2 separate regions of the Mus musculus genome follow, and region 2 is linked to region 1. The links are chromatin contacts, called in public Hi-C maps. All regions are on one chromosome and are shown on one strand. Each heading gives the region's core, a stretch centred on a gene start, on an enhancer-like site or on the middle of the called end of the contact. The rest is flanking DNA. Distances are from core to core; before and after follow the strand shown. Region 1 has its middle 43 kb from the start of Gm34960. Region 2 has its middle 8.6 kb from the start of Gm52779.

The links. A called contact is a pair of places that touch in the nucleus more often than the background predicts.
Region 2: a contact with region 1 is called in a Hi-C map of ventricular fibroblasts, with 6 times the contacts expected there. The contact joins two enhancer-like sites. A contact is called at or near these places in 2 of 39 promoter capture datasets (the 3T3-L1 cell line and hippocampal neurons), 6 of 484 Hi-C or Micro-C datasets (cardiomyocytes, cerebral cortex, cortical neurons and 2 more) and 1 of 115 datasets of contacts at active chromatin or transcription factors (astrocytes).

What each region holds. Positions count from the first base shown.
Region 1 is chr5:73,760,010-73,763,749 of GRCm38.p6, reverse strand. No RefSeq gene overlaps it. Among named protein-coding and RNA genes, the nearest start is that of Gm34960, 43 kb to the left of the region's middle. Within about 2 kb of position 1,794, at least 63 of the 459 cell types and tissues checked have an H3K27ac peak or open chromatin away from gene starts, as enhancers often do.
Region 2 is chr5:74,933,769-74,937,508 of GRCm38.p6, reverse strand. No RefSeq gene overlaps it. Among named protein-coding and RNA genes, the nearest start is that of Gm52779, 8.6 kb to the left of the region's middle. Within about 2 kb of position 1,703, at least 56 of the 459 cell types and tissues checked have an H3K27ac peak or open chromatin away from gene starts, as enhancers often do.

The DNA of each region.
Region 1 (3,740 bases), core at 545-3,044:
GGTTAACATGTCTTCTTGGATGTCCCCAGAGAAACTTATCAAACCTAATGTAAAATGGAACTCTCCACCTTTCTAACTCTGAACTCATTAGCTGGCTCACATGCTGGATCCTCTACTGTGGTGTCTATTGTTTGGTAGATCACTGTCTCATTGTCTGAGCCACCACCACACACATACACACACAAGCACACATACACGCACACACATGCATGCACTGGGGTGTGTGTGTGTGTGTGTGTGTGTGTGTGTGTGTGTGTTTGAGACAAAGTAGCTTCACTATATAGCCCAATATAGCCTGGCTACCCTGGCACTCAATATGTAGAACAAGCTGGCCTGGAACTCCCAGAGACCTTCCTTCTGAGTGCTGGGGTTAAATGTATGTATCACCATGTTGTGTGCCCTCCTGTCATGGGGTCTTTGTCTTAAATGAACTCCTTCCTTCTCAAGCTAATCAATGCTGGTTCATGTTTCAGTTAAAGCGCCAATATCAGTCTCTATGGCCCCCTCTGGTAGGAATTGAAGTGAGGGTCACCTCAATAGACTCCCCATATCCTCTCCCATCCCAGGTCTCCAGCTAGTCACCAGAGATACCTGATATTCACGTACCTGCCAACCAGAGACTTGGAGGGGGCGGGGCTGTCTTCAGCAACTAGCTCAGGGCCTATTTCATAATAGGTGCTCAATAAAAATACGATGAAATCCTTCTCAAGCTTCTACAAGAAAATTAAATGGAATAGAAAATAAACCGGTGGGACCGTCTCATGTGAGAAGAGCAACCTTCGGAAAGAGAAAGCTTGTGTAGCCTGTGCGTAGCAGTGTGCCTTTGTGGTCTCCATGTTATATATGTGAAGTGGCAATCTCAGGCAATGTCAGACACTGAATGCTGAATACCCTTCATTCTCCGAAGGAAAGCAAATTCTAAACGCATCTTGCACTTTGTCAGCATGCAGGGAAATGATGTTGCTGCCAGTGTAAGGAGCAACAATGATATCAGCAAGATTGCCAGGGCTGAAGAAGCCAAAACATGGTCCTGTTTTAACCCAGCAGCCTCCAACCCACATCCCACCCAGCAGGAGGCCAAACCTTTAGCAAGGAAAGACATAGTTTTTTTTTTTTTTTCCAAAAGAAGGACATAGCTCTAAAGCCCATGTGCTTAAGCAAGACCACCCAAGGGTCTAAGATATTTCTTCTTCTCAGTAGACCACTGATTCTCAACCTGTGGGTCATGGCCCCTTTGGGGGGGTCACATGTCAGATACACTGCATATTTACATTACAATTCATAACAGTAGTAAAATTACAGTCATAAAGTAGCAAGGAAAATAATGTTAAGGCTGGGGTCACCACAACATGAAGTATATTAAAGGGTCACCGCGTTAGGAAGGTTGAGAACCACAGCTGTAGAAGAAGTTTTGCTTGATGAGTGAGTGCTTCTGGGACACACAAAGCCAGCTCTTGAGTTTCTGCTTCAAGCTCCAATTGTTACCAGAGAGGAACCTTGAAACGTGGCTGTGACAACTGGACACTGAAGAAGGATGGAGCACAGAAACGCTTAATTGGAACAGCATTGACTTTGTCTGCAGCAAGTATCCTTTGTGATGTTGCCCTGCATTAAAAAAATTTTTTTAATCCCCTCTTGGGTTTCATGCTTTCTGAACGAATGCTTGGAGAATAAGAATACTAGAGGAATTTCTCCAGAAACCCTGAGTGGGAAGCTTCAACACAGTGGCCAGTTGTGCTGACAGGGAATTCTAGCCAGATGGGTGGGGTGGGTGCAGGGCAGAGACAGGACTGCAGGCTCAGCAAAGCACAATGAGAACATTTGGGAAGTGTTTTCCATGAATAGAACACCCCCCCCCCTCCAACGCAGGGCCAATTGAACGGTGGAGCTCTGCTGACATCTAGTGCACAAACCCATGGAGCCTCGCTGAAACGAAGCATCTCAGGCTTAGGGATGGATGCGAGGGAGAGAAACCACAGCATGGAAAACCCTATGCGGTATCTCATTCACTTTTGCATCATTACCCTAAGAGGACGTCAGAGAAACTCATCCATTGTGTTTCATACAGGGGGAAACTGAGGATTGGAGAAAGAAATGTTGTGATTCTCAAAATGATGTATAAGAAGTGCTAGAAGAGACCACTTGAAGAAAGAAGGATTTTTTTTTTTTTTTTTTTGCTCATGTGATATGAAAGGTATGGCAGTGTCACAGCCTGCGGTTGGGGCAGTGGGAGCATGGGCTGCTGGTGACATCACCTGAGCAGTCTAGGACACAGAAGAGATTCAGTCATAACTACAAGCTTATGCCATAGGGCTCCCCCACTGTGTCCACTTCCTCCAACAAGGCCCTGCCTCTTAAAAGTCCCCAAATCTCCTAAAATAGCACAGCTAGCTGGGTATTCAAATCTATGATCCTGTGTGTGTGTGTGTGTGTGTGTGTGTGTGTGTGTGTGTGTGTGTGTGTGTGTTTGTATTTGTGTGTGTGAACCAAGTACTCAAATATATGATCCTGTGTGTGTGTTTCTGTGTGGTATGTATGAGTGTGTGTGTGTTGTGGTATGTGTATGTGTGTATGTGGCAGAAGGGGGCTAGAGGGAGAGAGGAGGAGAGGGAAAGGGAGAGGGAGAGAGGGAGAGAGGGAGAGAGGGAGAGAGGGAGAGAGGGAGAGAGAGAGGGAGAGAGGGAGAGAGGGAGAGAGAGGGAGAGAGAGGGAGAGAGGGAGAGAGGGAGAGAGGGAGAGAGAGGGAGAGAGAGGGAGAGAGGGAGAGAGGGAGAGAGGGAGAGAGGGAGAGAGGGAGAGAGGGAGAGAGAGGGAGAGAGGGAGAGAGACCTAACACCTAATAAGGGTAGAACCAAGCTGAACTGTGATCATTTCCCTCTAGTCTACATCTAGTTGGGTGAACTCAGCTGCTCACCCAACTCCAGCTTCAAAGAAAGACATCCTGCTTGGTGGCTATGAGGTCTTTTTTTTTCTCACCCATGAAGAGGTAGCCTTATGGAAACTGGGGCTGAGTCTCCTCTTTGGATAAGTTCCTAACCTGGCCTCTAAAACCACAAATTTAAAACAGCTAGTTCTCCAGGGAGTTCAAACATAGTTGGAAATGAATACAAGAGGGGGAAAACTGTAAACTCAGGAAGAATTTAAAAAGTCCCAGGCAACAAAGTCCTAAGCTAATCACACAGGCACACAAAGGGAGAGAAGGAGAGAGGAAGGGAGGGGAGGAGTCTGACCTGTAGCTAAGTGAACAGATAGATGATGTTGGTGATAAAGATGGCACAGCTAGAGACAGACATAGATAGAGGCAGGCATAGATAGAGACAGGCATAGATAGAGGCAGACAGACATAGAGACAGACAGAGACAGAGACAGGCATAGGTAAAGACAGACATAGGTAGAAACAGAGAGACATAGAGACAGACAAACAGAGAGACAGACAGGCATAGAAACAGACAGACATGGAGACAGACAAACATAGATAGAGACAGACGTAGATAACTGAAAACAAACATGCAAAAGGGTGTCTTGGAGCCCACCGCTATCCCCTGTACCTTTCCCGGATGGCAGCCATCAGCTGATATGTATTCACCTAGTGGCAGAATGAAGACCTTGGCAAGAGTCATCTGCTTGCCCTCAGGTCTCTGAGGACTTTATCTGAGGACAGCTGTTCACCCCATGGCAGAGTTCTGACCCATTTCTTACCCTTTCAAATGACTTTTAAAAGTTTAGATTCTTAGCTGAGG
Region 2 (3,740 bases), core at 454-2,953, 1.2 Mb before region 1:
GGGTCTCCAGAGATCTCTCTCCCACCCTTCCTTCTACTCCCCTCCTGTCTCCCTTAGTTCTTTTCTTCAATCAATTACTTATTAACGCTCATCAACACCCGCTCCGTGCCAGGCCCTGGCCTGGGTACAGTGGTGATGAGGTTACATTTTGGTTCAGTGGATTATAGTAGGATGCAGCTTTGATCCCACTAAACGCCTTAAAAAAAGAAAACTCTTTTTGACTTTGTGTTAGGGCCATTTGGGAGGCCGGGAGATGGCAACTGTTTTATGGTCTTGGTGTCTGACAGACCTGCCTACAAACATTCTTCCTGGAGAGGTTTGTTTTTGTTGTTTTGTTTTTGAACTGAAGGGAACTCCAAAGCTCCTTTTTCTCATCTATAAAATGTGACGTACAGTTTAGCACTGTCATAGTCAGGGTTTCTATTCCTGCACAAACATCATGACCAAGAAGCAAGTTGGGGAGGAAAGGGTTTATTCGGCTTACACTTCCATACTGCTGTTCATCACCAAAGGAAGTCAGGACTGGAACTCAAGCAGGTCAGGAAGCAGGAGCTGATGCAGAGGCCATGGAGGGATGTTACTTACTGGCTTGCTTCCCCTGGCTTGCTTCTCTCTTATAGACCCAAGACTACCAGCCCAGGGATGGCAGCACCCACAAGGGGCCCTCCCCCCCTTGATCACTAATTGAGAAAAGGCCTTACAGTTGTATCTCATGGAGGCATTTCCCCAACTGAAATTGCTTTCTCTATGATAACTCCAGCTTGTGTCAAGTTGACACACAAATCCAGCCAGTACAAGCATTCTGTTGTAGTGGTGATTAGATGAGATAGGTTGTTAGTAATAATGGTTAACACGTAACTGGTAAAGATCTATCCATTTGTTGAGTGTCTTTTATATCCCAAGCAGAGTTCTGAAGGCTAGGGAGACAGATGTGAGAAAAATAAGCCATCTATGCTGAACTCACAAAAGCCTGCGCCGGCTAGACTTTCTAGGTATCTCAAGTGGAGTTTGAAGTCAGGCTGGTGCCAAACTATTCTTGTGCATCTCATCAGCTTGCCTCTGGCTGCACAAGAAATGGTGAGGAGAAAACTGCAGAATGCAGTGGTCAGTCAGTCATGTGCGAGCCCGTCGGAACACATCAGCTGAGCACCTGCATGTGCCTGCCCTGTGGGATGTGACTGTGACACACAGCCAGGCGAGACTGCTACTCTCATGACACACTGTGGCAAGAATAGTGATGACAAACAGGTGAGTAAGATACTTCCCAGTAGCCAGAGTGCCATGAGGAATGGGGAGGTGTGCTCAGGAGGAAGCAAGAGGTGGAATGTTCTGGAAGAGATTCTGGGGAATCAGACAGCTGAGCTGAGTCTGGGATCGGGCATTGGCTGCAGGAAGGGCCAGAGCAAGCATTGCTGGCCACCATTGAGTCTTTCCAGTGGTTTTTCTATTCCAGCGTCCAGCTGTTTCTCATCTAGTTCCAGAGGAAAATGATGTAGAGAAACTTGTGTTTTGTCGAAGATTTATAATTTAACCTTTCTGGTTCTAGAGCCAATTCTGCCATGAACAAACAATCTTAACTCCACAGTTTCCTCTGAGCGCTGGGACTTAAGAATTCCTTTCAGAGGGCCAGCTGCGTGAGTTCTTCTGCTGACACGCACCAGGAAATGATCCATCTCTAGACTTTGAATCCAAAAGGTCCTTTTCTAAATGTCCTCTCCATAACTGGTCTCCAGTGAGTCAGCGCTGCACCAGCGGAATGTGACTCACTCTGCCTAAAGAGAAAATGGAAGGATTCTCAAATATATTGAGGTCTACGAACAGGAGGATCTGAAGCACGCCCACGAGACTTAAAGCAGTTTACCTGTGGCAGGCATACACAGAGAGGTGTCCATTCCTTATCTTTGTGGTCCAGCCTAGTTCTGACTACAGGCAAGATCATTCTTTGCAATGAAAGACATCTTAAAAAAGTATTCTTTTTATTTTATGAGTGAATGTTTTGCCCACATGTATATGTATGTACCACATGTATACTTGGTGTCGAAAGAGGTCAGAAAAGGACATGAGATCTCCTGGAACTAAAGTTGTGAATGGTTTTGAGCTACCATGTGCGTGCTAGGAATTGAACTCAGGACCTCTGCAAGAGCAGCAAGTGCTCTTAACCACTGAGCCATCTCCCTAGCCTGAAAGTAAATTTTTTTTTTTAAATTCTGGGTTTATAGAGGATGGCTCAGTGGTTAAGAGCACATACTGTTCTTTTAGAGTCTGGTACTCAGTATCCATGGTGACAGGCTCACAACCACTTGTAACTCCAGGGGGAAGCTGGCTCCTCTGGCTCCTCTGGCTCTCTTGAGCACCTGCACTTAGGTGCACACATCCACACTCAGACCTTCCATACACACAATTAAAAATAACAATAGTAAATCTTTAATTAAAAAGTCATTTCTTTCCATTACCTGTATAAATGTGTTTTTTTTTTTTTAAAAATTGTAAGAGGGTTCAGAAAATCCTTGGCCATGTCTTTATGTTAGATCCTGAACATATGATGAGTATAGCCAAAGAGAATCGCCCTTAAGGTAGATTACACCATAGACTACAATACCAAAGGCAGTTGGATGCTACAAGGAAGGAGAGCTGCAGAGACGGCTCAGTGGCTGAGAACTCTTGCTGCTCTCAGAGGGCTCAGGTTTGGTTCTCAGAACCTGCACAGAGGCTCACAGCTGTCTGTAACTCCAGTTCCAGCGGATCTGACAACCTCTTGTGGCCTCTATGGGAAGCAGCCGTATGTGTAGTTCAGACATAGATGCAGGGAAAAAGAAAACACCCATTAACATAAAATATTTTTTTTAAACTTAAAAAAAAAAAAAAAGGAAAATAGACTTGTCATGGTTTGGACACAAAATGGCTTCAAAGTCTCCTGAGTTGAAGACTTGGTTACCAGATGGTGGCATTACATAGAGGTCATTGGATCACAAGGGCACTAATGTCCGTGGATTAGCTCATTACTGTGTTGGTAGCTGTCTGGGGTGCTGGGGTTTAGTTGGAAGAAGTGGGTCACTAGGGAGGCACACCTTTGAAAGCTATGTCTTGCTCCAGGCCCTTCCTGTTTTTCTCTACTTCCTGGCTTCTCTGCCACACAACTCTCCCGCCATCATTATGATAGTCTGCCTCTCTCCAGGCCTGAAGAGGTGGACTTTGAAAGCATGAATTAGACTAAATCTTACCTTTAAGATTTTTTCTTTTGACAGATGTGGTGTTCTAGGCCTTCAATCCCAGTCCTTGGGAGGCAGAGGCACCAGGATCTCTGTGGATGGCAGAGCAGACTGCTCTATGTGGTGAGTTTCAGGCCAGCCAGGGACACACAGTGAGGCCCTGTCTTGAAAGGAAAAGAAGGTTTTTTTTCTTCCCCAATTACTTTGTTGTGGCATTAAAGGTTGATCAGCACAGCACCCCTTGACTTGATGAGGGACACATCCTGCCCTCGACGGAGGAGGATTAGAAGTAAATTATCCACTGCATCATAACATTAGTCAATGGCAAAAGCTACCATTAGCCCCCTCCAAACCCAAAACAAACCCAAAGATGTTGACAATACTATTTAATCAGAACAGCGATTTGCATTTATGTAGATAGTAAGTGCATTTTATAGTAATACTACCAATTGAATTTTATTTTTGCTTTAATTAAAAAGATGTTTTTGTGGGCTGGAGAGATGGCTCAGTGGTTAAGAGTACTGACTGCTT